Regions from separate parts of the Sus scrofa genome. Here region 2 is linked to region 1. The links are chromatin contacts, called in public promoter capture Hi-C maps. All regions are on one chromosome and are shown on one strand. The core of a region is the stretch at or near the end of the contact, and the rest is flanking DNA. Distances in the headings are between cores, read along the strand shown.

What was found. Promoter capture Hi-C pulls out the DNA fragments that hold promoters and counts their contacts.
Region 2: a promoter capture Hi-C map of fetal skeletal muscle shows a contact between it and region 1, with 5 times the contacts expected there. The contact joins the promoter of CKAP2 here to the promoter of NHLRC3 in region 1. A contact is called at or near these places in 1 of 5 promoter capture datasets (fetal skeletal muscle), 1 of 47 Hi-C or Micro-C datasets (subcutaneous adipose tissue) and 1 of 2 datasets of contacts at active chromatin or transcription factors (alveolar macrophages).

What each region holds. Positions count from the first base shown.
Region 1 is chr11:14,182,873-14,186,095 of Sscrofa11.1, forward strand. NHLRC3 (a long non-coding RNA gene) reads left to right here and starts at 1,264. Exons shown (of 10, transcript XR_002336530.1): 1 at 1,264-1,583; 2 at 1,768-1,926; 3 at 2,212-2,359. It overlaps PROSER1 (proline and serine-rich protein 1), which reads right to left and starts at 974. Exons shown (of 13, transcript XM_021065266.1): 1 at 111-974. The coding sequence starts at 155.
Region 2 is chr11:15,750,054-15,753,411 of Sscrofa11.1, forward strand. CKAP2 (cytoskeleton-associated protein 2) reads left to right here and starts at 1,664. Exons shown (of 9, transcript XM_003130956.6): 1 at 1,664-1,896; 2 at 2,831-2,915. The coding sequence starts at 1,827. LOC110255751 (a long non-coding RNA gene) reads right to left here. Exons shown (of 3, transcript XR_002336535.1): 3 at 1,905-2,458.

The DNA of each region.
Region 1 (3,223 bases), core at 14-2,513:
ACTCCACGTTAAAATTCCAACTTTTTGCAATCCTATTATTTTACACGCAGTCCCTGAAAGAGAATAAGAGAATTCTTAGCTCACAGAATTAAGGAATTAAGTGCAATTACCTTTCTAATTTCATCCAGCACCGTTTCAAAGGACTTTTTGTCCATCTTGACTACTAGCTCCACGAGGTTTTAACAGTTACACTTTCAATTACAAAATGTTCATCCCTCGTCTGCTCCAATAGTAAAAATGTTTACCGCTGAGAAAGAAAAAAAGACTCAAGGAGCAGGAGAAAGGATGCGAAGAGGTAGAGTACTTCAAACGCTGCAAAAATTTCCAAAAATGGAGACTTATAAAAACTTTTTACTAAAAACGAAACCCGTCAGGCTTCCCCAGCTTCTTTACACAAAGCAGCAGGAACCCTCGCGGAAGAGCCAGGTCCTCTCTGAGTCCCGCAGAAAAACCCGCGGTTCGCAGCCCGAGGCAGACCGTCGGTCCCTTCAGCCGAAGGCCAGGTGCCGCCGTCGTGAAGCCGCCTTTCCAGGTGGAGCGGCCCAGAGAGTAGAGGCACCTGCGCCCCGAAACCGATGGGCGGCAAGGAAGGAGGCACTGGTTTCCCGGCCCGCACCAGCGCCTCGGCCGCCGGCCGCCTCTCACCGCCGCAAACCTGGCCTCATGGCCTGACTAGCGCTCACTCCCAGCAGCTCCTCGGGACTCCTCGGTCCCGCAGCCCGGGCAGCGGAGGCCTGGCAGGCTCTTTGTTACCAGGTGCCACCGCTTCCGGGAGCGGGCCGGCGGCCGGAGAGCTCCAGGAGCCGGGCAAAGGGGGGAACGCTCCCGGGTAGGGGGACTCCCGAATACCGCAGCGCCAAGAGCGCCAGGAGCCCCTCCTGGTTACCCCCACAGCTTCCCCCTGGCTCCTGGGGGCCTTCAATAGGGCCCGTCGCACCCGAGTAAACTCAACTCTGCGCCGCCAGCTTAGACCACGCCTTCAGGAGCGACTTTAAAGGGGTCCTGGTGTGGGAATGTAGATGTCCATGGCGCATGCCTGGGTGTCTCGAAATTGGATGCAGCTGATGTTCGTCCCAGAACCCAAAAGTTATTTTTTGAGGGTCACACCCTTGATTCTAGGATTTGATTGTGCCAGTTTGTGATTGCTAAATCTGAATTTAAAAGAATGAATGTGGAGTTGTTAAGGCATATCTACGGGCGCCCCGATACTGGCGTACCGGAGATCTCCGCAGCGTGGAAGGTCCGAAGGGTGGTCACGGGGTAAAACGAGGCACGTGATATGAGGGCGGGGGCGGGAACGAGTTGGGAACCCAAAACCTCAGTTCTGATTTTCTGTTACTTGGGTCTCTGCTGCCTTTTCGTTCTCGAACCCCGCGCATCCAGGGAAAGGGGTTTGGAGCTAGGAACTCGGGAAGCGACTAAGTGCGTGGACTTGAGGCTGTCCGGTGGCCCCCAGCCGCCTGCCAATCCTTTTCCCTCACCAGACTTCCCGTCTGGTCATGGCGAGATTCTGGGTCTGCGTAGCCGGCGCTGGCTTCTTTCTTGCATATCTGGTTTTACATTCGCATATTTGTGGCTCTTCGGTGAGTTGGATTGTGAGGAAACGGCTGGTGGGTGTGTGGATAGCACTGTGGGGAGGAGGTCTTGGGATGGAGTTGGAGCTGGTTTTCGCACTAGCTGGGCTCAAAACCTGCACCGGGGGCCGAACCGCCGACGTGTTGCTTGTCTCAGTGTTAAAACGTTTTCCTATTTTCTTTTCTTACGCAGCTCCCACTACGTCTTCATTTTGCTTTTAAATTTTCCTGGAGAGCTGAGGAAATCCTTTACCGGCTGGATGTGGATTGGCCCACGTATTCAGAATACTTTACTGGAGCAACATTTTGTGTTGCAGTTGATTCCCTCAACGAATTGGTTTATGTAGCCCAAGTAAGTAAATTTTTTTCGGAGTTATGAACATGAAGAAGACAGTTTTCCTGTATTAAGTCCATATATACGTTTATGTTTTGCCAATTGTGAAATTTTTTTTTTGAGTTAAAGTTAACATTTTAATTTTGAATGTGGTAGATAATAATGTTGTTAGGTTTCGTAGCAGGTTTTTTAAACGTGACTGAATTTCTCGATTAACTTTTAAATTTTGTTTCTCTTTGCCAACATAAAGATTGCCTCTTTAAAACGGATCTTACCTAAGCAGTTATTTTTGTGTACCTTTAGAGAGGGGATAACATCCCAAAGGTATTAGTGTTCACAGAGGATGGATATTTCCTACGAGCCTGGAATTACACAGTTGACACACCTCATGGCATATTTGCAGCCAGTACACTACATGAACAATCCGTCTGGATCACGGATGTAGGAAGTGGTATGTGTAGTAATATCTATTAAATTTTCTTGCTGCAAGTCACATCTTTGCCCATGTTCTTGCTTGTCCGTTTTAAAATCAGAGTGGCCAAATCTAATTGTAATTTTTTTTAATAATTCATGAAATCCCTTGTTTCTCAATCTTTATATAATTGTGCTTTTGTAGCATCAAGACATACCACAGGGAAGCTGTAATTATTAGGATCTTTAACCTCTCAAGGGGCTTTTCTCTTAAAAGCTTCAGTTACTTTTCTCGGATTAAATAACTAAACCTCTTTGGGGAAGCCGAGTAAGATGGCAGTCTCTAAAAACTAATGACTGGAGTCCTTGCCTCTCGTTTTCCTTCACCCTTCTCTGTCAAAAGAGAGTGTGCTGAGAAACCAGAACTACTTTCTTGCCCAAAGTGCGAGGTTTACAGAAACGCCTGGTGTCAGTGATTCTGAAGTCCCACTGACCTCAGCACATCCGAACCCTTCCTTCCATCGAAAGTTTTTAGTAAAATGCGCTGCAGAGCAAAGTAAGCACAGCTGAATTTATAGCTGTGAGATAAGGTTTCAGAGATAGCTGTTTGTGTTTGTGGCTTAGGACGCACAAACAATGCAAGAGGTAACCTGGAAGGATCTCAGGAAGAAAAGAGATCTTACAGTATTTCTAGTCTGGCTTGGCCCAGTTATGGTCATGGCTTGAAGGTCATCCTGTTCCCTCAGTCTGGCTAATTCAGATACCATTTTAGAATTACAGAGATCTCTTTTTTTGTAAGAAGCGCCCTTAGCACATCTGTTCTTTTCAGGATTCACTGTTAAAAGGAGGCCTTTTGAATTCCTTCCATTCATGTGATCTTTATTTTCTAAAATGCCTCACTGGT
Region 2 (3,358 bases), core at 414-2,913, 1.6 Mb after region 1:
AACACAGGGAGATCTCGACAAGGCTCTTTTGCAGAAGGGCGCGGGTACTCAAAAAGGGTACTCAAATCTCGTGCAAGAAGAAAAGACCCTCCTTTTTTATCCCTAACGCAGGTGATGTTCCTGCCCCCTTCCCATTGGTCAGGTCAGGGCACACATTCTTCCCGGTTGGCTAATTGAAACAAACTGTTGCTGGGAGAAGAGGTAAAGAGGAGGGGGTCACAGGAGGGCAGTTCAGCTGAAACCCAAGCAAAATAGAGTAACCAAGGTTTCCTTTGATAGAAAAGAGATTATGCTGCTTTCCACTATGGTCTGAAGTTTCTTGAGTCACTTCCCCCCACCCCGCCCCCACCTCGCCCCCACACACAGAAGTTCCTAGGCTAGGAATTGAACAAGCGTCCCACCCATAGAGCCCCAGTGACAATGCCGGATCCTTAACCTGCTGAGCCACAAGGGAACTCCTTGAGTCACTTCTAACTGTTCTATATTGTTAAACTGTTCTTAATGGGAATCCTGGTTACCCAACCTATCTGATGAAACTAGCAAATAATTAACAATATTAAGAGTCGTATCTAACAGCAGTGATGTCCTAGGGATGGTAATGTATGCTATTTGGCTTCTGGTTCTCCCAGAATTAGCCTTAACTGTAGGCAAAGTTACACTAAAAATGGGACATTTCATCAAGGGAAAAACTACAGAATGTCCCAAATTAACCTCCTCATTAGCAAGATGATACGGTAAGACGCCTGAAGGAAAAAGGTGCGGGGCGGGGGACCACAGTTGAGAACTAGCTGTGGAAGCCCTCACCCTTGGCCAGGGGAGACAGAAATTGCATCTTCTCCTCTCCAACTCCACATTTAAAACCTGGCTGAAAGTGTTCAGCCAAACCTAGCCTCAGAGATCAAGCAAGGCAGAGAAATGGTACAATCCCTGTGTTTAAAACCAGGAAGGCGCAGCCCAGAACTCTCCCTATGTCTCCCGCCTCCAGCCACCCACAGACCCTCTAGCTCGGAATTATTTCATTTCATCTTATCCACTGGGTGTTTGCTAGGGTTTTACGATGGTAATATTCTTAGATAAGGACTGAAAGATTATGGCCACACACTTAAACGCACAAACATACACAATGTCTACAACAAACGCTATTTTATTTTCACGGGGGGGATTATAAAAGGAAGGTGTATTCCCATTTTATTCCTTTCTCTTCCTCTCCTCTTTTTCTCATCTGATAATTGTGTAGTACAGAGGAAAGTAGACCATAATTTCAGTTTCCCTTTGCAATCTGTGCAAACGTCGGCAAATAACCTCTTAGCCTGTCCCAGTATCTGTGAAACGAAATAACTTTCCACCTCAGAGCTGTGATGCAGCAATGCAGTAACATTTGTGGAAGGGAAATACACACACTCTCTGTACAGCAGTCAGTGCTTATAATCCTCCTCAACAACACTTTTCTCGCCTGCCTTCCTCAACGCGCTTCACGTCTAAAATGACGCCTATCTGCTCTGGCGCAGAGATTTATCAGGCCGACTCCTCCCACGCTGCCAAGTCCAAGATTAAGCGCCCCGTTTAGGTTTGAAAACCTAGGTCTAGAGCGGTCCTAACTGAACCCGTCAGTCGCAAGCCCCGCCCCTGCAATAGCAGCTCAGGCCGCGCCCCTCTACGCCCATTGGCCCATTCAATTCACGCCGGGCACCAATGGGCGGAGGCGGCAGCCGCGCCAACTAAGGCCTGGCCCCGCGCGCTGAGCGGCAGTGTGCTGAGACACGGCTGGAGAGAGCGAACCTCGGCCACGGTCTTTCCCGAGACGCGTTCCCTTGTCCCGAGCTGCGATGAGCACCCTAGCCGTGCCCCAGGACTTGCAGCTACCCCCGAGTCAGAGGGCCCAGTCCGGGTTCAGAGGTGAGGGCCGTGGTGGCAAGAATTGCGGAGCCTGCGGAAGGATCGTTTGCCGGATGGGCCGGGGTCAGCCGCGGTGTGGGGGTGTGGCTCGGACTCGGCGGTCGGGGCCTGGGTACGTAGACCAGCTTCTGCCCCATCCAGTGGTGGGAAAAACTTGAACAGGGCGCTCGGCCTCTCGCGACCGCATTCTTGACGTTTGTGAAGGGGACAATCGGAGTTGTGCAGGCTCCGTGGTGTTAAGTGTGAGGGTTGAACTCTTCACTTGTGGCCGCGGCCCACTGGCGGCGGAGACGGACCTGCGAATCCGTTTAGCGGGGTGGGGGAGTGAGCGGGGCTTCGGCCGGAACCCGAATTGAGGACCTGGGCCCTCGGGGGCGGTGCCGCGTCCGCACTGAGACCCGACTGCGCCTGCGCGGAATGCTCCCGCATCCGACATTGGGAGTTAATTTCAGAAAAGTTGAGGCGGGCTCCTCTCATGCTTCAAATTTGACTCCTGTTGCCTTCGACTTCATAGAACTATAGGGTTGGCCAAGTCTTCAGAAATAATAGGTATTTCTTTGTCCTATGCATGAAAAAACAATTCTGACCCAATTCTGCTAAATTAGAACTTGGAGTTTAGTGTCTCATCTCTACCATTTAGCTTCTTAAAGCTTGGCTTTTAGTAACTATCCGTTGGAAATGATGTTCTCCAGATTTTTTACTTTCAGGCAGTAGAAAATGTGATTCTTATACAGAGTGGTTATGGGGATCTTTTACAGTAATGATTTAAAAATGGGATTTTTTTTTTTCAAAGGCAGTTCTGAATTGGGAAATTTTCTGTTATATTCTAGACATGATCTCAAGTAGACTTTTGAAGTAAATCTTCATTTAGTCAATATTTTATTTGATGTTACTATTGTAACTGATGTTGACTTGTAGCTCTTTTGTTATTTAGAGCAAAGAAGAGAAAAACTCAAGGAATATCTGTTGAAAAGAAAAACTGCTTTTGCCCTCAAACAGGAAAATCAGATATTATCCAGGTGAGGTCGCATTTTTTTTTTCATTTCACATCTGGCAAATTATATCAGAGATGTCTAGTAAAAAGCTAATATGAGCCACATGTGTAATTTAAAATTTTCAGAGTTCCCGTTGTGGCTCAGGGGAAACAAACCCGACTAGCATCCATGAGGATGCAGGTTCAATCCCTGTTCCCACTCAGTGTGTTAAGGATCCCGAGTTGCTGTGGCATAGGCCAGCAGCTGCAGTTCAGATTCCATCCCTAGCCTGGGGAACTTCCATATGCTGCAGGTGTGGCCTTAAAAAGTAAAAAGATAATAATAATAAATAATTAAAAAAAAATTATAAAATAAAATTCTCTAGTGGCCACATTTTAATTGTTTTTTTTTTTTTTATTTATTTATTTTTTTTTTTTTTTTTTTTTTTTTTTTTTTTTTTTTTTTTTTTATAATGAAGAATCATCTTA